Linked DNA regions of Sus scrofa: regions 1, 2, 3, 4 and 6 are each linked to region 5. A link is a contact called in public Hi-C and HiChIP or PLAC-seq data. All regions are on one chromosome and are shown on one strand. The core of a region is the stretch at or near the end of the contact, and the rest is flanking DNA. Distances in the headings are between cores, read along the strand shown. Region 1 has its middle 70 kb from the start of SIK1. Region 2 overlaps HSF2BP (heat shock factor 2-binding protein). Region 3 has its middle 49 kb from the start of CRYAA. Region 4 has its middle 73 kb from the start of CRYAA. Region 5 holds the start of SIK1 (serine/threonine-protein kinase SIK1). Region 6 overlaps HSF2BP (heat shock factor 2-binding protein).

Region 1 (4,005 bases), core at 1,023-3,522, 70 kb after region 5:
TCCTGTCCCCGGGCTACACTGACCCAGCTTCCGTGGCCCCCAAGGCAGCCCCCTGAGAGGCCTGGGGCTGGGGGCTGGTTCCCGGCAGCCCGCCCCCCTCCCCAGAACAACAGGGTCGCTCTTCTGCGGTGTGAGTCACCCCAGAGAACAGTGACCTCAGGCCGGTAATCGCTCCCCCGCCCCACGCCCACCGGGCCTCACCAGAGCAGGTGCAGGCCGTCCTAGGAAACGCATCTCAGACATTCCCGCACCGAGCCCAGCACACACGGGCCCCTGCTCCTCCCGCCTCCCCCCACCCCCTGCAGGGCCCCCTCTAGAACATTCCATTGAGGGCCCCCTGAGTCAGCACTGTCTACCGGGCGTGGCGCCGACTCTGTCCAGACTCTGTGACCCAAAGTCGACAGCCTGACGGGGAACAAGACACACAAGCTGTGAAGCCAGGTGGGCTCTGGAAACCCAGCTGCTCCCACTCCCCTCCCAGCAACAGCGGGGCCCCCTCCCCGCTGCCCGGGATCTGCTCTTACCCTGCGGTCCTTCAGGGCGGCTCAGGCAGCACGTTCCCCGTGCTCCTCTCTGAACCCCAATCTTCCATTCAACGCCTATAAACCCCCAATTTTTTGTCTTAACCCCCAGTTCTTCCTAGTAACACCCAATTCCTCCTGTTAGGCCAAGGCTCTACCATCTGACGGCCTGATTCAAGCCCGAGTCCACATTCCTGGAAACGTGACCTTGGACACAGCACTTAACCCTCAAAGCCTCGGTTTCCGCCCCGGTGAGACAACTGACAACCTCAGTCTTTGCACGCAAGGCCTGGAGGAGGTGGGGGGACATGGCCCCCACAAGGCCCCGGCATGGGGGACGGGCTGAGCGCTCAGGTAATGTCTGCCCAGGCACTCTGATGGTGACTGGGGGTCCGAGCCTGACACTGGTCCGAGGCTACAAGGTCTAGCCCAGGGCCAGCGCAGAGGTCTGGAACGGAGCCATCACACGAGAGCATGCCCAGGTTTGGGGGAGCCCCCAGAAGGGGGGTATGCAGGGCAGGTTTCCGAGAAGGGCTTGCCCATTTGTGCACCTGCCGTCACATCTCACAAGATGAGTGACTGCGCTGAACGCCAGGGTGACTAAGACCCACTCCAGCCTGACCAGGAGGGACAGACACACTCAGGACAGACCCACTCCAGCTTGGCCACCCAGGCCTGCCTCTACAGCAGAACAAAGGGGGCTCAGGAGCAGACCCTGGTGTGTTTCTGGAGAATCCCAGGGAAGAGGTGCCAGGAACAGAGGGCAGACAGCCACACTGTGCCTTCCTGGGCTGACCATCTCTGAGGGCAACTGTCTTAGCTCGAGCCACTGTCACAGACCGCCACGTGGCCAGCCCTCACACAGGCTCTTACTCCTCGCAGTTCGGGAAGCTGGACATCCAAGACAGAGGTGCCAGCAGCTGCAGGTTCACGGAGGACTGCCTGCTCCTAGATGCGTCCTTGCAGGCTGCCAGTGCCCTGCCCTGCAAGAGGCCCAGTCGGCCCCGAGGCCCCACCCAGGGGCCCAGGGAGAGGGCAGAGGACCACATGGTTACACCCGCAGACAGCGTGGCTGGCAGGAAGATGAGCCAGGGGTCCAGGGCTCAGACCGTCACCCCACGAGAGACAGAGCTTCCGGGGCCCCGTGGAGACAACCCCTTGGGGTGCCAGGCTGGAAACTACAAAAGCCCCGGCAAACTTTCTCCTATTTGGTAGCCTCTGGAAGACACAGGAGGGGACGGCAGAGATGCCGGAGGGACAGACTTGTGAGGCCGGTGAATCTCAGACAAGCCCACACCTCCAGGCACAGGCCGAGGGCCAGCAGTGTGGTCAGGGGTGTGGGGGCCACCCAGCTGGTCGGGCTGTGCTGTCCAGCTGCCCCATCCAGCCTCCTCGGGGACACTGCCTCAGGACAGACTCGCCCTGGCAGCATCACTTGGTTCCGAGGTGCACAGCCTGTAGGACCAGCCGGGTCTCTGGCCGGAGCCCCACCTCTCAGCTCTCACGTGCTTGCGGTGTGCGAAAGAAATGCACAGATTTTAACGGGAGCCCAAACTAAATGCCCTCAGGAAAAGGAAAACTAGGGCAAAAACACGGGCATGTTCCAAAGGCAGAAGCGAAAGTGGATTCGGACCCCAACCCATCAGATCGGCTTTGCCACGCGGCCCCGCCCCTTTCCGTGACTCTGACTTTCTAAGAATGAAACCCGGCAGATCCGAGCTCTGGGCTCGGCCGGGAGGGAAGGGACAGGGTCTGTTCAGATCCCCTCCCGGAAGATGAGAACTCAGCTGCCCTTGTCTGTTGGCTTTCTTGGGGGCCCGTTCCTTAGTCCCTGGGGCGGGGGGGGGGGGCCGGGGGGGGCACCCAGGGCGAGCCACCCCCCACCCGCCCGGATCAGAGCTTCCTGCTGTGACACAGTCCCGTCCCCTCCCCCCGCTCCCTCCCCCGCGGGGCCAAAGGCCGCCCGCCCAGGCCGCGCTGTTCCAGGACTTGGAAGGGGCAGCGTGTGCCGAGTAGGGCAGGGGTGGCGAGTTTCGGGGACAGGAGAGCCGTCCTGGGCTGTGCAAACCCAGGGCCGCCGGCTGGCGCTGGGGATTAACGTCCTGGCCCGCAGTCGCCGTGACGAATAATTGCAGGACAAACAGGAAGGCCTCTCACCTGCCAGAGCCCCCGGCGTTTCCTACGAAACGACAGCGCCCGGCGGGAACAGGCAGTTTTGTTCTTTGCGCCGAGCCTCTGGGCCGGTGACGTCAGCGGCTCTAAGGCCGCGTCCGGTCTGGTCTGGCCCGGGAGCTGGTCCGCAGGCAGGCACCGGGGCCTCGGAGCCGGGGCCCTGTCCCCACGCCCGCACCTCCGGCCGGGACCCGGCTGCTGACTTCGCGGCTGCTCCCGCTCCCTGACCCGAAGACAGGGCTTTGCTCGGGCAACTTGCAGGAGCAGGATTTTCCCAGCACCGGAGGGAACAAGATGAAGGAGGCTTTGGGCGGCAGGACCCTGGGGAGCAGGACCAGCAGCCTGGGGCGTCCGCCTCAGGTGGCCTCCGCCCAGCATCTGGTCCCTCGGTTGCTGGTTAAGGGGACATGTGCACAGCTGACCTCGGATGAGCAGGGCGTCCAGGTCTGTCCTGCAGGGCTCCGGGCCCTGCCCCCTGGCACAGCCTCCTGCCCAGCGTCTGAGCCCTGTACGCTTGGTCCAGAAGGAGCTGAACGGATCGAGGCGGCCCCCGAAACGTGGGGGGTGAGCGTCCTCCGTGTCCCAGGAGGCCGGCAGCCACGGCCCTGCCGCCAGCAAGCAAACCCAGGTCTGCCCACCACGGACACACAGGGAGGCACCGGAGGACAGCTGTCCACCCTGACCCCCAGGCCCGTTTTCCCCAGCTCCGCCCAGGAAACGCTTGACGACATCAGGTAGAAAAGGACAGGCCCTTTGTGACAGGCCTGCTCAGACCAGACAGGTGACAGAGGGAGCCCCAGGCCTGCCCAGGCCAGGCCCCACCCCTGCCACTGGCTGGAGAACGGGCTGCGGCGGCTGGAAGACAGCGGGCAAGGACGCGGCCGCCTCTGGACGCTCACTCTGGCCTCGCTGCCCTCCACTCGGGAGAGAACCCCTCCGGGGAGACTTGGCGCTTCTTAGTTGTGGCCCAATTCCTGCCAGGATTTCATGGGCGTGGAGACCAGGAAAACAGGGGAACTTGGCTGGACCGGAGCCAAGCCCCCCTCCTGGCTCTGGAGGCAGCAGGACAAAGCCCACCCAGGCAGGCAGACACACGCGTGCACACGCGCTCGTCACAGTGGGTGTGTCACGGCTGTGAGGCATCAGGTGACAGACACCAAGCCAGTCTGGGTCATCAGCGCCTTCTCGGCACCTTCTCACAGCTGCAGCTTCCTCCCGCTTCATGGTGTGGCCGACGGTCCTACTGCAGAGGGGCCGGGTTTCTCAAGTTCCCAGGGCATGACACACGAGCGCCCCGTGAATTTAAGGACGT
Region 2 (4,012 bases), core at 1,443-3,942, 97 kb after region 5:
ATTTTCTCCCATTCAACAGACTGTTTTTTTCTTTTTGCTGATGCTTCCTTTCCTGAGAAAAATCTTTTAAGTTTAATTAGGTACCATTCAGATTTTTTTGCTTTTGTTCCTTTGCCACAGGAGACAGGATACACACACACACACAACACACATATTGCTACTATTTACGTCAAAGAGAGTTCTGCCTCATCTTCTTCTAGGAGTTTTATGGTTTCCAGTCTTAAATTTGGGTGTTTCATCCAGTTTAAGTTCATTTTTGTATATGGTGTAAGAAAATATTCTAATTTCACTCTTTTACAGTCCATCCAGTTTTCCCAGCATCACTTACTGAAGGGGCTCTCTTGTCCCTAGTGTACACTCATTCCTCCTTTGTCACAGAAAAGCTGACCATAAGTGTGTGGGTTTATTTCTGGGCTCTCTATTCTGTTCCATTAATGTGCCTGTCTTGTGGCAGTGCCATACTGTTTTGGTTATTGTAGCTCTGTAGTATAGTCTGAAGTCAGGGAATATGATTCTTCCAGCTCCGTTCTTTCTCAGGATGGTGTTGGCTATTCAGGGTCTTTTGTGTTTCCATTCAAAATGTATTTGTTCTAATTCTGTAAATGACATCACCGTTGTGATGGGGGTTGCACTGCATGTGTAGACTGCCGTGGGTAGCACGGTCATTTTAACAATATTAACTCTTCCAATCCACGAACACGGTATATCATTCCCATCAGGGGCGTCTTCAGTGTCTTTCATCAATGTCTTACAGTTTTCAGTGAGCAGGTCTTTTAATCTCCTAGTTAGATTTAGTCCTAGGTATTTTATTCTTTTTTGATAGGACTGTAAATGGGATTCTTCCTCAATTTCACTTTCTGATAGTTCCCTGTACAGAAATACAACAATTTCTGTACATTAGTTTTGTGTTCTGCAACTTTACCAACCTCACTGATGAGCTTCAGCAGTGTTCTGGTGGTGTCTTTAGGATTTTCTATCCTGTCTTCTATCCTTCATATCATGCCATCTGCAAACAGCGACAGCTTTAACTTCTTCCTTTCCTGATTGGGTACCTTTTGTGTGTGTGTGTGTCTTTTTGTCTTTTTAGGGCCGTGCCCGTGGCATATGGAGGTTCCTAGGCTAGGGGGCCAATCAGAGCTGCGGCTGCCGGCCTACACCACAGCCATGGCAATGCAGGATCCTTTTTTTTTTTTTTTTTTTTTTTTTGTCTTTTTGCCTTTTCTAGGGCTGCTTCCCGCGGTATATGGAGGTTCCCAGGCTAGGGGTTGAATCAGATCTATAGCTGGTGGCCTACACCAGAGCCACAGCAACTCGGGATCTGAGCCTCGTCTGTAATTTACACCACAGCTCACGGCAACGCCGGATCCTTAACCCACTGAGCAAGGCCAGGGATCGAACTCGCAACCTCATGGTTCCTAGTCAGATTCGTTTCCGCTGAGCCATGACGGGAACTTCCTAATCGGGTAACTTTTATTTCTTTTTCTTCTCCGAGTGCTGTGGCGAGGACTTACCCTGTTGGTATTTTTATTTGGCATGTTGAGGCAAAATATCAGCTTTACAATATAGATTCTTCTCAGGCAAACAAGAATTTATATTTCCATTTATTCAAGCTTGTTTATCTTCACCATATAACATTTAATAAAAAATTTAAAAATAAACCAAAGAGATGGAAAATAGAAGAAAAGAAAGAGGCCCAATATCAAATAATAGATGCTCCTATGAAGAGGAAGTGAGCCAGCAGAGAGAAGGAAACTAACGTGGAGCCTCCATGAAACAGCGCCTAAGCCCTAGCAGATTAATGTAAAACCTCAGCTGAAGCCTTATTCATCTCAGTTCCTATTACCCAACAAACAGCATCCAGCTTTCAACCAAAAATGACAAGGCATGCTAAAAGAAAAGACAGTACACAGTTTGAAAAGACAACCGAAGCATCAGAGCCAGACTCTCTAGGACAGAGAGTTGGGAATTAGCAGACGGGATATGTGAAGTAACTATGAGTAATACCCTAAGGGCTCTATCTTAGTCAGTTTGCGCCTCCGTAACAAAACACCACCAAGTAGTAACAGTAGACATTCTCTCACTGTCAGGAGACGGAAAGTTCGCGATCACAGCACCAGCAGGAAGAGGCCCCTGCCGCCTCCCTCCTTGTCAGGCAGGTGTCCTTCTCACGGCCCCCACGCCTCCTGAACCTCTCGGTCCCAGTCTCTTCTCCACAGAAGGACTCCTGTCAAACTGCACTAGGATCCAAGCGGAAGGCCTCATTTTAACTTGATTGCCTCTTTAAAGCCCTATTTCCAAATACCGCCACATTCTGAGATAGCAGGAGGAGGGGTGGTGATTAGGGCTTCAACCTATGAATTTTCAACAATTCAGCCCACAATAGGCTCTAATGGAAAAAAATGCAACAGAAAAGAAATATAAACAGAGAGGTGGAGATCCCAAAAATGAATCAAATTTCAGCTTAGATATTATCTCCTCAGAGAAGCTTCCCCCACCGCCCAATGTAAAGATACTACCTGCTCAGCCTCGCACCCACCGCCCAATTTTAAGTCTCTGAACAGCGTTTATTCTGCTACATGACCTTCTCTCCTCCTCGCTGGACGGAAAGCTCCGGGAGTCAAGGGCCTTGTCAGCCTTGCTCATCACTGTGTCCCTGATACAATAAATATTTGCTGAACAAATGAAAAGACTGTTGCATGTGGCCAAGGCTGATGTAATGCATTTCAGAGCAAACAAAATAACTAGGCCGCTGAAAAGATAGCTGTGCGGCCATCAAAGAAGCGTAAAAGAAAACCAGCCACTGGAAGCGACAAATGAGACAAAGGCTGCCAAGGGTGCCGCCACAGACATGCCTTCACGATGACATGGCCGTAAGGAAAGCTCCTGGAGAGCCCGAGCGCTCTGCGGGAGGCCCCGTCCCCAACCAGGGCACCAACCCCCACTAACCCCCAACCAGGGCCCCTCAGGCTCTGCTCGGCTGTGCCCCGAGCACCTCGCCAATCTTTGGGTCACGCGATACTGGCCTGGCCTACGTGTTCCTTCCGAGGATGACCAGAGTAAAATGAAGAACACTTAGCAGCTCTCTCCTCCCAGCTCCTGCAGTCATCTCACGGACAAACTATGCGACCAGGACCCCCTCTAAAGATCACACCAAGTCCACAAGCCTGCACGCGGTGGGGGGCGGGGACGCCTCTGACCCCGTCTCTGTGACTAACTGAGACGACTTCCTTTTTCCCTTTGAAAACGTTCATGGCCGAGCAGTCTTCAGAGACGGTTTTGAGGGCTCCGGGTCCACCCTCTCCCCACACTGCTGGCAATCGGATTAAAAACAGCCCTTCTCCCTGTCAGGTCTCTGTCTCAAGTATTGATTTTTGAGCGGCGAGCAGCCAGACCTGATGTAGTGACGCTGTCAGCTCAGTGACAGCGTCTAAAGGGAACGTGGACCGAGGGAAAGGAAAACAGCTTAGACGCCCACACTGCACAAGCAGAAGAACACAGACCGTGTCTCTGGGGGGCACAGCTAAGCACGTTCTGGGTGACAGCAACACAACTCATCTTGCAACCATCATGGGCGCCTCATTACTTGAGACCGGGAACATTCTGGTAGGAGGCTCAGTCTGGGGCTTGGAGGCGGCGGAGGCATGTCCACCAGTGACTTCGAGAGAGCGGGTGTGGGTGACGAGGGCTTTGAAGTGCCACCTTACATTTCTTCACAAAATGGAGACGTCAGAGCTGAACAAGACAGTGCCTGCCGTTCAAAACCCGGCAGGAGATAAAGCAGAAGGAAGAGGAGAGACTCGGTGAGCTAGAAGGAAGGGCGACAGAAAGGCTCAGTCGAGCGACGGAGGAAGCAGAGCAGAAAGACGAGGAGCAGGGCCTCTGTCCGTGAGGCCATAAAAAGCATCTAATGTCCATGTCATTGCAGTTCGGGAAAGAGTGGGACAGGCGGCAGGGCTGGAAAACACTCTAAGAAGTAACAGCTGAGATTTTACCCAAGTTGGCAAAAGACACA
Region 3 (3,979 bases), core at 937-3,436, 120 kb before region 5:
AAAGGTGACTCCACAGAGATCACAGAGTAAGTGCCAAAGAGAAACGCCAGCACGTTTAGGAGAAATAAAGACTCTCTCAGGAGCTAAGTTTAGGCGAAGGGTTCTTAGACGTGACACCAAAAGGACAATCATAGAAGGAAAAATGACCAAACCAGATAATGGAAATATTCACATAAGGAGGTGTGGGGAGGTCCTTCACGGCCTCTCTGTGAGTTAAATTGCTTTTTACGCTATTCACACCAGCCTGTGTGTGGCCTGTCACCATATATTGTCCATCGGCTTTAATTATTAAAGAAAAGAGTGCATCGACTAGAAATAAAATAGGTTCACATTAAAAATAAAGATTAAGGCGTTCCTGCTGTGGCTCAGCAGACACGAACCCAACTAGTATCCATGAGGATGCTGTGTGATCCCAGACCCCGCTCAGTGGGTTAAGGATCTGGTGCTGCCGTGAACTGTGGGGTAAATGGGCAGCTGCAGCTCTGATTCAACCCCTAGCCGGGGACTGCCGTGAACTGTGGGTAGCTGCAGCTCTGATTCAACCCCTAGCCGGGGACTGCCGCCGCAGGTGCCAAGTGCCTGGGGTGCCAGGGCTGGTGTTCCTTCGATGATAAGACTTCTTTCCCAGATGCCAAGGCCATACGGCTTAGTCCAGTTTTTTGAAACCCTGAAGGAATGTAGCCCTAACTTTTCGATGTTCCGTTCTGACAAGACTTACAACTGCTGAAAACCGTGCTTCTCTGAAGCAGTTCCTCAGAGCGAGCCGAGAGGGCGTCTCCCGGGCTGTAGTCCTCAGTCTGGCTCGAATAAAACTCTTGTCTATTCCTGGTGTAGACTGATTGCTTAAGGGATTATTCTCCTCAACAAAGCTGAGTTCATCCAAATTAAAAAACCTTATTCTGCGAATGCTCACACGCAGAGCATAAAAAGAAGCTACAGACTGAGAGATTATTTGCACACCACGCGTGGTGCAGGGGTCTGGGCTAGAGAGAACGCTTAGAGTCTGCTAAGAACTCAAACAGTCTGATTTGAACACGGGCAAAACACGTGACAGGGCATTTTGCCAAGAGGACCCGCGGATGGCAAGCAGCGAAGGGGAAGAGGGTCCCAACCCCAGCATCAGGGAGCGAAAGGCCACAGTGAGATACCCCTGCAGCTTCGGGGAGGCTAGACCCCAGCAGCGGCCACACCGAGGCGGAGGTGTGGACGCTCTGGGTCTCTCCCAGGGATGGAAAATGGGGCAGCTGCTCCAGAAATGATTTTGGGTGTTTTTTTTTTTTTTCTTTAAACAAAACTAAAAATCTGTATTTATCCCAGAAAAAAAGACTTGTGGTCACACAAAAGCCTGTGCGCCACTGTTTAGAGCAGCTTTCTTCGCAATGGCCTAAACCCAGAAACAACCCAGGTGTCTTTCAATGGGTGGATGCAGCTACACCTTGGAACCCCGCCTCAGAGGTGGACAGGGACAAACGCAGCACACGAAACACCTGCATGGGTCTGCAGAGACCTGTGCGGAGCGGGAAAGGCCTGCCTCAGAGCCCACACGCTGTCTGGGAATGAGAAAATGATGGGGGGGAGGTCAGGTTAGTGGTTGCCAGGAGTTTGGGGGTGGGGGTGTCCTGCGGGGACACCAGGGCCATGAGAAGGACCCTTGGGGAGGGACAGAGGGGTCGTCACAGGATGGTGAACTCAGGTTAGAACTGCACTGAACTAAAATCACACCCACAAACACACATGCGTGTGGAAGTGGTGACTCAGAGCTTTGCTGGAGAAGTGGCAACGTCTGCTTCTTGCCTCCATCCGGGAGCCTCGTGTCTGCATGCAGGACACCCTGCCTAAGGTCCACACACAGGCCCCCTCCGTGGCCCGCAGCGCTGTGGCCCCAGACCCGGGAGGGAGCCCCCTCCCCGGTGCAGGGCGCCACCAGCAGGACGAGGTCCTTCTCATCTTCACGATGGTGTGGCTTTCTCCCAGGGGACCCCAAAGCCCTGGTTCCCGCTTGGGCTGGAAGGACAGGAGTCAGCTCCGCCCTAAATAGAAGCGCAGTTCCCAGGGAAGCGCGTTGGCCATCAATGAATGAGAGAAAGAGGTTATGTAACGCGAGTAAAAATAGACCCCTGTTTAAACGTGTTGGAGAGGCTGGAGGAGAAGCTCTGTTTAAGCTCCTTATGAAACAGACGGGCTTCCGTCCGCTGGGCTCCCAGGGCCATTCAGGAGAACACGGTTCAGCTGTTCCGTTCCGGTCAGGGGATGGCGGTGGGTGGCGTGAATTAGCGAGCCGGCTGCCGGCTAAATCCTCTTGGTGGAAGGAGATCAATTTTCACAATCCAGTGGCTCTGTCACAGCCCCGCTGTCTGTGCTGATAATTGCTTTTTGCTCTCTGGGGCGTGTGCCTACGGATCTGCGCAGCCGCACGCCGAGCACCAGCCGTGCTCCCTGGGTGCGGGGGCGGGGGGGGTGCAGGGCGGGGAGGCGGAGGGTGAACAGGCCGCGGCTGGGGCGGGCTTGCGGGCTCCAGCCCCCCTCCCCCGCCACCCCTCTCGGGGACTTTGGAGCCTCCTGCCCTTCCCCCTCCTGGCTCACTGACAGCGCATCCGAGCGCTTTCGCAACCTCACAGCCGGGACCACGGGATCCTGGCGCGACTCCGTGGGGTGGTCACTAGTAAGCATGTCACCCAGGGTCGCACTGACCGGGTTGTGAGCCCTGGCGATCTGGCTCCAGAGTCTGCCCGCCCCCCCTCGGGGGGGGGGGTGAGTGCCCCTCACCCAGGGGAGGCACCTGCAACCTGGACTCAGGAGCCCCGGGGTCCAGGCCGGCTGTGACCATCAGCCACGTGGCAGACAAGCCAGTCCATGCCCACCGCCCCTGCTGCACGGGGCTCTGCGTGCCGCTCCCCGGTCTTTGTTTAATGGGCCGTGATGGGTGCCAGCATCAGATGTGGACCGGGCCCTGGAGCACTCACACCCCCACCCCCGCCCGCCGCCCCCCACCAGAATGATGGAGGCGGACCCTGTTTCTGAGCCGCAAGCCGGACGCACAAAGGCCCCCGCTCGCCCCAGGCTTTACTAGCAAGGGCAGGCAGATGTGTGAGACCAAATGGACAAAGTAAGGCAAAGCACGGGCAGTGGGTGTGCAGAGGCTGGGGTGACCCCGAACATGTGCCAGGGGAACACCTCCCTGACTGGGAACATGTGGTCACCTCCGGAGGGAAGTGAGGGGGCAGCCCCCTGGAGGAAGAGCTCTCTGGGCGAGGGAGCAGCACGTGCCAAAGTCCTGGGGCAGTAGCAGGCTTGGGCGCTCCAGGAGGCAGGCCAGGGAGGCTGGATTGCCTCACTGCCTCCAAAATGCTTATAGCAGTGCTTACCCCACCAACAAAAAGCAGATGGGGGGGTGCCCGGCCCGGGGTTGGGGGAACATAGGCCTACAAAGGGGCTCAAGGAACTTTGGGGGTGAGAGAAATGTTCCGAATCTTGACGGTGGTGGTTGTTTCCCGGGTGTAGACATCTGACAAGCACACCGATTTATAGTTTAAATGGGTGCAGATTATCACACACGAATTTTACTTCAACTGAAAAACGCAAAAGGAAACAGTTCCAGAAGCTCCCTGAGCTGCCAGCAGCAGCAGCTGTGGCCGCCAGCCCCGGGTCCGGCTCCGACACGGCCTCTCACACCCCCGTCTGCTCTGCAGACGCCTCTACGGAGCAGGGGACCCAGCCCTGCTGCAGCAAGTGTCCCCGGACACTGCACACCCAGCGCCGGAGGCAGACTGCGCCTGGCCTGCTTTCGCAGTGGAGTTCGGGGAAGGGCAAGGGTGAGGGGTGAGCCTGGGGGGGGGGGGGTCCGCCTCTGCTGGAGCTCGTGGCCGAGCAGGTGTGGTGCCAGGGCTGCCGGCCCTGGTGGGCGCTTTGCGGAATCCAGGGTCTGGATCCGCTGGAGAGCTGGTGGCCCCTTCTCTTGGAGCTCACCCCCAAAAGCGTG
Region 4 (3,999 bases), core at 715-3,214, 99 kb before region 5:
GGCGCCACACCAGGTCACCGTCAGGGCACAGGGGTTGGGACATGGACAGTCAGGGCACAGAGGTCAGACTACGGACATGTCTCTTAGAGGCGGGACAAGTCCACCCGCAACAGGTGGCAAAATGATCCCCTCCCCTTAAAGAGCCACACTGGGCGGAATCGCAGAGGCTGGGCCTTGGGGTGTGGCCGTGGCTGCCCAGGTGCCAGGCGCGGCCCATGCCAGCTGCCCTCAGCAGCAGCCTGGGGACGGTCGGTACAGTCATGCTGGCCCCGTGCTGCACTGCTGTCCGGAGGGTCACTGGGGCTGCCCACTGTGGGCCTTCGTGAGGACAAGGGCGCTGTTCATGTCACGTGGAACCGAGAAATGTCTGCTGCCTGGGCTGCCAAGACTCTGCAGGCCTGGAAGGGCCAGGTCGATGCCAGACCCCGTGCAGGGCAGCCCAGCAAGGAGGATCTGAGACTCCAGCCCTGGCTGTGGTGACCGGTCCCTGCCCAGCAGGCGGGGCTGCCAGGAGTGTCCAGAGAAACCATTAATATGCGGTGGCACGAATCTGGCATCACAGGCCGCCTTGGGGGCCGCTGACTGGGGCTTCCAAGGCCCCTTGGCCCTGCCCGGTGGACAGAGTTAGGACTTTTCTTGTAGAAGGGGACGAGAAGGCCCTGGAGGGGAATACGGGGCAGGCACAGCCTGGGGGCCACACACTCACTGTCATCGTCCACCGACTGACAGAAGAGGACTGCCCGCACCAGGGGGCAGGGTCAGCCTTGTCTGCTGTGGGGGCTCTGCCTGCCAGTAGGGGGCCCCAGCCTGGCCCCCAACAGGGAAGGCTGGAAGCAGGTCTCTGTGGGGAGCTGCCACCTGTCCTAAACACAGTTTCAGCAGCTCAGGCAGTTCGGGGGAGGGGGCAGTGACAGATGGACCAGGGGAGGGGTATAAGCCCACTCCCCGGGGGCATGCACTGCGTCATTTGGCATAGGGGATGGGCCACTGGGGGTGCCTCCTCTCCTCCTCCCACCAGCCCCACCAAGAAGCCCCTTGAAGGCAGGCTCGACCAGGCACCCAAGAGCCAGCTTGGCCACTGTGCCTCCTGAGCTGACAGCTTGGTCTTCCAGAAGGATCTGGAGTCAGGGTCCTGGGAACATCCCAACGCAGAGACCAGCCCCAGCCCCACCCAATGTGGGCATCTCCATGCACACACTCCCCTGGGAAACTAAGGCAGGTGGGAGAGGCTGGCAGGTGGGAGAGGCTGGCAGGTGGGAGAGGCTGGCAGGTGGGAGAGGCTGGCAGGTGGGAGAAGCTGGCAGGTGGGTAATGCAAAATGCTTCCTCATTTTCAACATGGACGCAACAGTGCCCTAACCCCGGCAAGGCCGGAACTTGAGCGGCTGCTCATGGAGCAGCCGTGAGCTGGCTGGTGCAAGGGAGGAGCCTCCCCCACGCAGGATCATCCTTGACAGGACTGCGCTGCTGTCTTGCCATCATCCTTGACAAAACCACGTGCCACGTCCCAGCGGATGTTGCACTGAGGCTCCATGAGAAACTGACTCCCAGCCGGGAGGGGGCAGGCGTTTGCTGAGCCTTGGAGGGGGGGTCAGCACCACCACGTGTCTGGGGGGCCCCCCATCTGGGACTCTGGTGTGCTCCACAGCTGGTGACTTCCCCCAGGCTCGCTGACCTCGCTGTCACAGACCAGGACCGCACCCTTGGAACTGGTTCCCCTGAGTGCAGGGCTGGGCGGGACCGAGACCCACCAGGCTGAACCCGGGATGCAAATGCCCGGCCTGAGAAAAGGGAAGGGCGTCCAGCCACGGCCCGGAACCGGCAGCCCCGCAGCTGGCTCGGGAAGCCCCCTTTCCTCGGAGTCAGGGCTTTTTGTCGTATTTTTGGAGGGGAGTACCGAGGGGGGTGTCCCTGATTAATGAGTCCCAGCGTCTAATCTGCCCACGTGCAGCTGCCCCATCCACCAGCCCCGTGGGCCTCTCTTGCCCATCCAGCCACAGCAAACGGGCGGCCCCAGGGTGACGCTGTTTGTCACCCCCAAGTGTGAGGCCCAGAGTCGGACAAGCCAGGCTGCAGAAAGGCAATGCCAGCTGCTCTACCAGGGCTCATGTGGGCACAGGGGTGGCAGATCCGTCGCTCCTCGGATGGCGGGGGTAGGGCTGGGGGAGGGGAGGCGAGGGCAGTGGGGGAAGCACAGGGGGGCGTCGCTAAAGGAGAAGCACTGTTCTGTCCGCCCCCCCCCCGCCCCCAGGACACATGGAGCCTCCTTCGGAGGAAGCCGTGGGCAGCGGCCTTTGCAAGACCAGGGCTCATGGCAGGAAGGGGTGTCCCTGTGTGTTTCCGGGACAGGAGGGGCGGGGGGGAGTGCTGAGTCCTCCATCTGGCCGATGGGGGAGCCCTGCCCTTGGGCCCGGAGACCTAGAGGAGGCCCCTGCCCAGCGTGAGTTTCACGGGCAGCCGCGGGCAGAGGCCCTGGCAGGAATCTTCTGGTGGACAGAGCAGCCGTGGCCGCAGCCTGCCCAGCTGGATTGCCGCCTTACACAGCCACCTTACAGGGGGCCGTTTGTTGGTGTGTGTGTGGGAGGGGCGTCTGCCTGTTGCTGGCTGGTGAGCAAAGGCTAATAAGCCATGGGGGCGCAGCAGTAATTAGCCACGGTCCAGGGCTGGCCCGTCATCTGTCCACATATCGAGACCTGCACCTTGACCCGAGGGGGGACCGGCAGCCATCAAACGGCCAAGCGGGCTCAGAATTGGCCTCCAAGGCTCCGCAGTGCATCTGAGAGCTCTCGTCCCACGCCCATCCCCCCGCGTCACCTTCGCACCCGTGATAGTAAAACGTCCCCCCGCATGTTTGAATCGGGCCATGAGACAAACATGCTACAGGTTTTGAAGGCTCATGCACCGTTACTCCCACCTCTGATGCACGGTCTGCAGCGTCTAAATGTGACTTTTAAGGTGCTCTTTGGAAGGGAGCCCCCGAGACAGGAAGCTGTCACAGGCGTGGTCCCCCGCGGGACCCACAGGCCCTCCCACCTTCCAGCTGTAGAACATTCTGCAAAGGAAACACCCACAATCGATGCTTTAGTCCTACTTGCTGGCTTCTCTTCCACGATGCGTCAGCCACAGGGAAGGATCTTACAGCCTCCAGGAAAGTTTACGTCGGCCCCAGGCCTTCCTCTCCCCACCCCTGAGCTGCGAACAGCAGTTTCAGGGACTCTGTTTATGAAATGAAGGGTGAAGTTGAGGGCGTTGGACTGGGAAATGGATTCCCTGCTTTTTCTAGAGAGCGGGTCATCTGCTCCCGGAGCCTGGGGAGGGGGCGCTTGCAGACATGTGAGCAGCACCATGTGTGCGACTCCTGGGGGCTCTGTGCTCCTTTATCTCGGACCCAGGCCCATCTTTCGGGAGTGAGACTGGCCTGTCCTGCAGGCGGGAGCTCGGACCCACATGGAGGCTGCGAGATGGCTCCTGGGCCCTTCTGGGGACTGTCCAGGGTCACCCCCGCCCAGCTGGACATCCTCCAGGCCACACCTCTTATTGAAGAGGGTCCCCACATCCCGAGCAGAGAGCACCCCACTTGTCAGGGCTGTTCAGGGCAGAGCACATGCATTTCTGAGACAAGACCGGAAAGAGGAGGGTGGCTTAGCGTCCTGCTGGTGGAAGAGAGGCTTCTGGGAAACACCCTGGGCCACGCAGAACCAGATGCGCAAAGCGGGCGGCCTCCTCGGCCCTGTCGCTGGTTGGGTCCCATGGAGATGTATGCGGGGGAGTGGGAGGCCAGCAGGGGTGTCGCCCACGGCACAGACGTGACACCTGGGCACCAGATCCCAAGAGCCAAGGCTCTTACCTTGTTGTCTTCTGCTCTCCTCTTAAAGTTTTTTCTAACAACTTTTCTGTCTCTTTACAAAAGTGAGAGAACGGTTTGTTTAATTGTGGTAAAATACACAACATAAAATCTATCGTCTTGGAGTTCCTGCTGTGCACCCTGGGTTAAGAACCT
Region 5 (3,743 bases), core at 985-3,484:
CCCCGTGACTCTCCCACCTTCACGGGAACTGCGCACGGGAGCCTCTGGGCATGGGGTTTGCATCACAAGCCTCTCTCCTACCACACCGTACACCTTGCCTTACGAGGGGCGCGCGTGTGCACACACACCCCACGCACACACCACACACACACACACCCCCACTGGCCCATCCATATTCACCGCGGACCCCAGGGGTTCGTGAGAATCAAAAGGAACTTAAACCCAACACAACTGGGTGAGATCCTGAGCATCTGACAAGAATGTATCCTCCTGCAAGAAGATCTGAGTTCTTTCTGCAGAAGAGATCGGCTAAGGGAGAGACGGCTTTGCTGTCCTAATTAAATCAGCATGTAGGTGCCAAAGATATCATTTATTAGTTTCGACGGGAGAACAAAAATAAAGTCACAAAGCAAAGCAAAAAACAGGCAGGGTGAGCGAGGCACGTTCTTAACGTGGCTTAGGTGGCAAGATCCCTGCTCTCACCCCCGCCAAAGTATTTCATCGCTCCTTGTTCAATGGAAGAGCTGAAACAGGACGACTGCTCACTGCTGCCTTTGCAAAAATAAGTTTCCAAAAACGGGTAAGAGCGACTGGTTTTACCGTTTAATAATTATCTGCTAAGGTGGAAGTGCCCAGTTTCACTCCAATTGGTCCTTCCACCCTCAAGGCAGGGCTGGCTTACGGCGGTACAGAGATCTGCTCGTTTGTTTTCATAGTAAATGAACAACCGACCTCCGCGGGTTTAAAACCGGAATGAACGACGACACTAAATAAAAGTTTAATGAAGCAGATCTGAAGTATGATCCGAAAAGCAAGAAAATAATTGCCCAGCTTACAAAAATCAATCTCTCTCCCTTCTACAAGCAACCCCGACTCCCACGTACACCCAAGGAGAGACAGCCTTCCAGAACTGGAGGCTTAAGTTGATGAAAATTTGAAAATGATACACTTGGCAGAAGTCACAGTGACAGGCAAACCTGAGTCCTTACCTGATAAAGCTTTACGATATGAGGATGATTCAGAAGCTTCATGATCTGAACCTCACGATATATTTTCTCCAAATTGCTTGAATCTAATCGTGTTTTGTCGATTATTTTTATTGCAACCTAGAGTTTTTTAAAAGATAAAGGAAGTTTTGTCTTAAAAAAAACCTTCTCCCTTAAGCTAATTTACACATTTCACTTTTTGTGGGTTAATTTCTAAAACACTTTGCCTCCCCAAAGGTCACAAAAAGTTCGGGGAGGAAAATAACTGAAGTAATCATTAATATTACTTAAAAAGTCAAAGTTCAATAAATGCCTCGTCCTTGCTGGCTCCAGCTCTGGATCATTATTCTCTTTGCTGCCCCCAATATTCATACAAATTACGCATAATCATAACATAAAGCTTTTTTTCTCTTCATCAAACTGAGAACTGTCAGCATTCAGACCTCAGGACGAAGGACCCCACAGGCAGGGAGGGAATCCACCAGCTCCCGGCCCCAGGGGGCAGCGTCCACCCCGGGTCCCGCCGCCACACGCACCTGGGTTTTGGTGACTCGATGCCGGGCCAGCTTCACCACCGCGAAGTTGCCCTTGCCCAGGGTCCGCTCGATGTCGTAAAAGCCCACCCGGAGGGGCTTCTGCTGGCCCTGGCCCGAGCCCGCGGGGGCCGCGCTCAACTCCGACATGATCACCATGGCTCCGGGCCGCACCTGGGGGGGAGCGCGCTCCGCTCAGCTCGGCGCTGGCCGACCGACCCCCGGAGCCCCCAGCCCGCGGGGCGCGCGGACGCGCCGCCGCTCGCCGCCACCCGCCCCCGCCGGCGATCAGCTCCACCGCGACCCCCGATCCTGGAGCCCCGCGGGACGTGCGCCCCGCTCCCAAGCCGGCCGGCCGCCCCGCTCGGGCTCCGGGTTCCAAGCCCCCCCCGGGGGTCGCGGACCCGCCCGCCGACCGTGGTCGGCTCCATCCCGAACCTCGAAGCCCGGCTGCCAGCCGCCGCACAACAAAGGGGAGGCCGGCGACGGCGCCCCGGCCCGCGCCCCCGCGCGCGCACCTGCGGGGCCGCCGGAGCCCGCAGCTCCGAGCCCCGCGGCGGCCGCCCGCCCGGCGGGCTGCGCCTCACCTCCGACGCCCTCGGAGCGCCGAGGCCGGGACGCCGCTCGCCCCGCGGCCCCTGCTGCCCGCTCGGCCACTTGCGCTGCCCGGCCGCCCGCTGCTCGGCCGCCCGCCGCCCGGGCCGCGCCGCATGTCAGCTCTGAGCCCGGCGCGGCGCTCTCCGGCCGCACGCGCCGCGCGCCCCGCCCGCCGGGCCCGCCCCCGCCACGCCCCCACGTCGCCGGCCCCGCCCACGGCGGCCCCGCCCACGCCGCCGCCGCCGGATTGATACATCCCCATTGACGTCCTTTTGACGCCAGAGCGACGCGCGGCCGAGCGCCAGGAGGAGGGAGAGCGGGAGATCGGGCGGTTGCCAAGAGACTGGCGGCTCTGACGCGCGCGCTGATGAGGCCGTCGCCTTGGCGACCGCGGGGCGGTGACGTCAGGGGCGCCGGCCGCCCGAAGCTCGCCAGCCCGCGCCCGCGTTCCCGCCGGCGCGCGCCCCCTACCGGACATCGCGGGCGCTGCGGGCGGCTTAACCCTTCCATCCCCGGGCGCCACCCTGCCTCCTGCCCGCGTGTGCGGGGACCCTCCCAACAGGGTCGGTTCTAGCGCGGTGCCAAAACCCTCTGACGTGCAGCACAGTGGCGGCGGCGTCCTGCTGGACCCCTACTCGAGGGTCGCCATTAGCCGGATGGGGATCTCATGTGTCCCCCATTTTCTGTCGGAAATAATAGAGACAAGGCCTTGGAGCCTATTAGGGGAAGTACTGGGTGGGGCCTGGGAAACCTCACAGACTCGCAGATCCGGCACAGGGTGCAGGTGAGAGCAGGCCAGCTCCCACACCCCAAATTGGCTGCCCTCCAGAGGGTGGCAGCTACGTACATGGAGGACCTGGGCAGCCCAACTCCAGTTAGGAATCCTAGTTGTTTAGCTAGTTAGAGACTTCAACAGGGGACTCGTGATCTGCATCTCTGCAAGCTCCCCTGGTGCATCAGAGTGTCATGGGGGCTGCGACTGAGCCCCTGGGCTGGGGGCAGGGGAACGCTGTTAGTTGTCTGTCCTCCCGCCTTGCCTCGCCCCACCCCAGGCGGGCCAGGGGAGTGGCTCAGCCGCCTGCTCAGCTCATTCTCTGTCCAGCCTGTGGGTCAGAAGCCAGCTGATGACTGCAGGCAGTTCTTTGCCGTGAAGCTCCTCCCTTTGGTGGAAGAACCCGCAGGCTGGAGAGAGGAGGAAAGTCCCCAAGGGCTGGCTTCTGGGATGGCCGGAGGACGGATGCGAAGGGACTCCACTCAAGGTCTTCCCGTTCCTGGGGCCGGAGATTTGCGAAACCCAGTCACAATACCCTCAGTAAAGGTCGGCCCTTTGACGAGCGTCCAGGTGCTCTGTATACAGGTGGCAAAAGAGCCCTGTCCCTGGGAGGAGCAGCCCCTCCCAAGACGGCCGACAGACAGGGGCAAGAGCAAGAGCCTCATCCCTGGCGAGCCTGGACCCTGCAGGTCCCCTGGCCTCAGTTTCCTCTGCCTGCTGCCCGATCCACAGCGCCATCTGCCCAGGGCTGCAGGAGTGGGGACTTTGCCCTCCAGACCCCGGTGCCCACAGCCTCGTCCCCACCCGGCAGCAGATGTGGGGTATCCAGCGGCCTCACGGCTCACTTCACGTTCC
Region 6 (3,775 bases), core at 107-2,606, 110 kb after region 5:
GTGGTTCGAGTTCAGTGGGGGGAGCCTATGAATTTAGTCTGAACATACTGAGTTTGAGTCCATGCGGTAAAAAAACAAAACAAAATAAAACAAAACAGAACAAATTTAAAATGAGCAGAAGAGGCGTTCCCATCATAGGTCAGCAGTCAATAAACCCGACAAGTATCCATGAAGACGCAAGTTCAATCCCTGGCTTTGCTCAGTGGGTTAAGGACCCAGTGTTGCCTTGAGCTGTGGTGTAGGTCCAAGACGCAGCCTGGATCTGGCATTGCCGTGCCTGTGGCGTAGGCCGGCAGCTACAGCTCCGATTAGACCCCTAGCCTGGGAACTTCCATATGCTGTGGATGCAGCCCTAAAAAAGATTTTAAAAAACAAAAAACAAAAAGATACATGGACCCTTATGTTCACTGCAGCATTATTTACAACAGCCAAGACATGGAAGCAACCTCAATGTCCATCCACAGAAGAGGGGATCAAGATGTGGTCCATACAGACAATGGACTATGACTCGGCCACAAAAAGAATGAAATAAAGCCACCGGCAGCGACGTGGATGGGCCTAGGGGTTCTTATACCAAGTGAAGGAAGTGAGACAAAGACCACACGAGATCACCAACGCATGGAATCTAAAAAGTGAAACAAGAGAACTTGTTCACAGAACAGATATTCCACGCAAAGATCCTGAAACCAAATTTGTGGTCACCAAAGGGGAGACATTCGGGGCAGGGGGGACGGGGAGGCTGGGGTTCGCAAGTGTGCACAACACACACCACATGCATCGTCACGGGGCCCCACCGCGTAGCTCGGGGCTCGAGCCCGTGGTCTGTGACGGCCTGTGTGGGGAAGACACAGGCCGTCACAGGATGGACGTACCCAGAAACGCAGGGCTGATTCCCTCTGCTGCACCCCGGAAACGAACACAACACTGCGAGGCATCTACAAGCCGGCAATGCTAATCACACGTAAAAACCCCTGGAGCCGCGGCTGATGGCGGGTCGGACCCTGCGGGGGGCTGGGGAGAGCGGTCTGGGCTGAGGGACACCCGCGCAGGGCAGCCCGTGTTTCCCGGCGCTCACACAAACCAAGCGCGTGGCAGCCAGAGGCAGACGTCCCGGTGCCGCAGCGACACGGAGCAAGAGGGTAGGAGACAGGCACGAACGAGGGACGAGGGACGCGTGCGATCTCATCCCCCTTTGCCTAACGGTTACCTAACACCCGGCCGGCGTCTCAAAACACTCTGTTCTCAAGGGCTGTTTGCTGGGCTGTGACGCCAGCTCTGCAGCTTTACAGGAACGTGAGGAATGTGCAGAAGCCTGGGAAAGAGCAGCACTGAGCCGCCTACGGGGAAGGACGGGCAAGCCCAGCGAGGCCAGAGGAAGTGCAAGGATCCAGCCCGAGGGCGCCTGACAGCAGCTGCTCCGGTCGAAGAAGGCCGGACACGTGAACGCAGCCTGCCCCCTTCAGGCCAAAGGGATGAAAAGGACATGAGCTTTCGGCGTGGCAGAAAGACTGAGATTAAAAACAACAAGGGGACAAACTCCAATTTAACACCTGCTACGGGAGGGGTTGGTCCCGGTGCAACTGCATTTCCGGACACGTTAAGGCCCGTGAGGCACATCCCATTCCGTGAACCAGGACAGGGATTCTAGGAAGTGCCCGAGTAGACGGGGCTAAGGAAGCAAAGCGCCTGTTCTTTAAAACCCATCAAATTTCAGAGTCCCCATCACGGCACAGCAGAAGCGAATCCGACTAGGATCCATGAGCTTGCGGGCTCGCTCCCTGGCCTCGCTCAGGGGGTTAAGGATCCGGCGCTGCCGTGAGCTGCGCTGTAGGTCACAGACAAGGCTCAAATCCCGCATTGCTGTGGCTGTGGTGTAGGCACAGCTGAGGCTCCAACTGGATCCCTAGCCTGGGAACCTCCCTATGCCGCAGGTGCGGCCCTAAAAAGCAATAAATTAATTAAATTAAACATATCACATTTGCTAACAGGAAAACTGATAAGCGTAGGACCCAACAAAACCTTTTTCCCTAGCTTTTTTAAAAATTAGAAGAGGTTCTTATTTTCTAGTATATCCTCATAAAGCAGAATAAGCCAGTCTGAAAATTCTCTTTTAGTCCTAAGCAGTCGTGAGGTTTAGACTGATGAACACAATCACACCACCACCAGGCACCAAGAAGCACATACTATTTTTCAGAGAACAAGCAGCTTCTATTTTGCTATCCTACAGTGAAATACATACTCATCTTTCTAATGCTACAGCTTCCAAGTCCCCTTCAAGGAGACGAACCCCCAAAGCCTCAGGCCGTGTCTCCTTGCAAAGCTCCTTCCCCCACCTTGACCCGCCTGGGCTGCTCACTCCCTGCTGGGAATGGACCCTGGCCCAGGCCTCACCCGCCCCTGGGTCACCTGTCCCCATGCAGACGAGGCCTCCTGCCCACGACCAACCCGAGGATCGCCCTGGGTCCTCACTCTGGCCGCACTGTGGGTCACGGAGAGCACTGCAAGGGAGCCGGGCCCTCTGGGAACCTGCAAGCCCCTGACTCCTCTCCCTTCTCTGAAAGTGTACTTTTGCCTTGATAAAGGTGTAAAATGTCTACCTTCCCGTGCTTTGCTATGGGAGACGGGGAGACGGGACCAAGCTGACAGTGAGGCTATCACCAAAATACACACCAAATTTCAATCTTAAGCTACACTAACTCCACACCTAAGTCAGGAGTCAAACACCCTGGGCTGGAGAGACCTTGTTTTTACCTGACTGTGGTAACACAGAACTCCAAAAATATCAAGTAGGACGGCCTTTCCAAAGCTCCATTAGGCTTTGGGCTGTGCTCACTGCGTCAAAAGAGCCAGTGACCGTCTTCACGAACAAGACAGCCTGACGCCCCAGGGGCATCAGTGTCACTGAGGCAACTTCAACCGACCCCCCGAAGCACAGCATCCAGAGTCGAAGCAGGCACGATCCATCCCGCTTAAAGAGCGCCACCCCTGGTGGGCATCAGCAACGCGCACTCCTGGGTCACCTGCAACCTCAAGAGCTGCGCACAAAACACCAAACTCATGAGGACTTGCACTTGGCCCTGGACAGTTTCTGGAGCAGCAGAGCCAGAAAGGCCCTAGAGGACATTCGGCCTAAGGCCTCCTCTTCGGGAGAAGGCAAACAACCGGCAGGAGGTGCTGGAGGAGCACTGGCTGCAAACGCATGGTCCCGGGACCTCTATCTCAGAGGCCAAGCCTCGCCAGACCCTGAGACAAAGAAGGCCAGTAGCCCCCCCCCTGGAACGAAGGCCCATCTCAGAGGCACTTCCTGCAGAGATGGGACCTGGAGCCCACTGCCCAGGAGCTGTGTGACCTGGAGGAGGCACTTGACTGACTCACATGCAAAACATAAATTTGATGTTGCCTTACAAGGCTACTTAGAGAAACAACGTGAATGTGTGCAAAGCACTTCAAGCGGTGACTGGCAGCCAGAGAAAGCTGGGGGTTCTTACCAAGTCTCCCTCTCACCGACCCTCCAACCGTACTGCCTGCCCACCCGGGGCCCGTGACAGCCAGCCTGCAGAGCCAGCTCAAGTCCAAGACCCACCTCTGACTGTGTGGGGCCCTTGGTTCACATTCTCAAGAGAAAAAGGTTGTCTGGTCAAGAAGCCAAGCCTGGTGGATGCACTACAGACACAGCCCCTCGGCCCACAACTTCAGAAGGTCTGGGGTCCTACCCTAGAGCCTCGTGGGGGCAGACAGGAGAGACAAGACCCCTGTGCATTCCTGCACAGCAAGA

The links. Hi-C and Micro-C count contacts between places; a contact is called where the count stands out from the background. HiChIP or PLAC-seq counts read pairs in DNA pulled down with a chosen protein or histone mark.
Region 1: a Hi-C map of skeletal muscle shows a contact between it and region 5, with 8 times the contacts expected there. The contact joins the enhancer-like site here to the promoter of SIK1 in region 5. A contact is called at or near these places in 1 of 5 promoter capture datasets (liver), 11 of 47 Hi-C or Micro-C datasets (heart right ventricle, liver, mesenteric adipose tissue and 4 more) and 1 of 2 datasets of contacts at active chromatin or transcription factors (skeletal muscle).
Region 2: an H3K27ac HiChIP or PLAC-seq map of skeletal muscle shows a contact between it and region 5. The contact joins the enhancer-like site here to the promoter of SIK1 in region 5. A contact is called at or near these places in 1 of 5 promoter capture datasets (liver), 11 of 47 Hi-C or Micro-C datasets (brain, embryonic fibroblasts, epiblast stem cells and 5 more) and 1 of 2 datasets of contacts at active chromatin or transcription factors (skeletal muscle).
Region 3: a Hi-C map of skeletal muscle shows a contact between it and region 5, with 7 times the contacts expected there. The contact joins the enhancer-like site here to the promoter of SIK1 in region 5. A contact is called at or near these places in 8 of 47 Hi-C or Micro-C datasets (alveolar macrophages, blood, embryonic fibroblasts and 5 more) and 2 of 2 datasets of contacts at active chromatin or transcription factors (alveolar macrophages and skeletal muscle).
Region 4: an H3K27ac HiChIP or PLAC-seq map of skeletal muscle shows a contact between it and region 5. The contact joins the enhancer-like site here to the promoter of SIK1 in region 5. A contact is called at or near these places in 13 of 47 Hi-C or Micro-C datasets (alveolar macrophages, blood, embryonic fibroblasts and 8 more) and 2 of 2 datasets of contacts at active chromatin or transcription factors (alveolar macrophages and skeletal muscle).
Region 6: a contact with region 5 is called in a Hi-C map of skeletal muscle, with 4 times the contacts expected there. The contact joins the enhancer-like site here to the promoter of SIK1 in region 5. A contact is called at or near these places in 1 of 5 promoter capture datasets (liver), 24 of 47 Hi-C or Micro-C datasets (adipose tissue, alveolar macrophages, brain and 13 more) and 2 of 2 datasets of contacts at active chromatin or transcription factors (alveolar macrophages and skeletal muscle).

What each region holds. Positions count from the first base shown.
Region 1 is chr13:206,533,934-206,537,938 of Sscrofa11.1, forward strand. No RefSeq gene overlaps it. Among named protein-coding and RNA genes, the nearest start is that of SIK1, 70 kb to the left of the region's middle. Within about 2 kb of position 2,273, at least 48 of the 83 cell types and tissues checked have an H3K27ac peak or open chromatin away from gene starts, as enhancers often do. A contact at or near this core is called in liver, mesenteric adipose tissue, retroperitoneal adipose tissue and 2 more, where this site is marked.
Region 2 is chr13:206,559,844-206,563,855 of Sscrofa11.1, forward strand. The region is part of intron 8 of HSF2BP (heat shock factor 2-binding protein); the gene reads right to left. Among named protein-coding and RNA genes, the nearest start is that of HSF2BP, 67 kb to the right of the region's middle. Within about 2 kb of position 2,693, at least 25 of the 83 cell types and tissues checked have an H3K27ac peak or open chromatin away from gene starts, as enhancers often do. A contact at or near this core is called in fetal liver, liver, retroperitoneal adipose tissue and 1 more, where this site is marked.
Region 3 is chr13:206,341,120-206,345,098 of Sscrofa11.1, forward strand. No RefSeq gene overlaps it. Among named protein-coding and RNA genes, the nearest start is that of CRYAA, 49 kb to the left of the region's middle. Within about 2 kb of position 2,187, at least 30 of the 83 cell types and tissues checked have an H3K27ac peak or open chromatin away from gene starts, as enhancers often do. A contact at or near this core is called in embryonic fibroblasts, liver, skeletal muscle and 1 more, where this site is marked.
Region 4 is chr13:206,364,462-206,368,460 of Sscrofa11.1, forward strand. No RefSeq gene overlaps it. Among named protein-coding and RNA genes, the nearest start is that of CRYAA, 73 kb to the left of the region's middle. Within about 2 kb of position 1,965, at least 26 of the 83 cell types and tissues checked have an H3K27ac peak or open chromatin away from gene starts, as enhancers often do. A contact at or near this core is called in alveolar macrophages, omental adipose tissue, retroperitoneal adipose tissue and 2 more, where this site is marked.
Region 5 is chr13:206,463,568-206,467,310 of Sscrofa11.1, forward strand. It overlaps SIK1 (serine/threonine-protein kinase SIK1), which reads right to left and starts at 2,235. Exons shown (of 14, transcript XM_021071058.1): 1 at 2,107-2,235; 2 at 1,523-1,693; 3 at 990-1,106. The coding sequence starts at 1,678.
Region 6 is chr13:206,579,000-206,582,774 of Sscrofa11.1, forward strand. The region is part of intron 8 of HSF2BP (heat shock factor 2-binding protein); the gene reads right to left. Among named protein-coding and RNA genes, the nearest start is that of HSF2BP, 48 kb to the right of the region's middle. Within about 2 kb of position 1,357, at least 61 of the 83 cell types and tissues checked have an H3K27ac peak or open chromatin away from gene starts, as enhancers often do. A contact at or near this core is called in adipose tissue, brain, embryonic fibroblasts and 7 more, where this site is marked.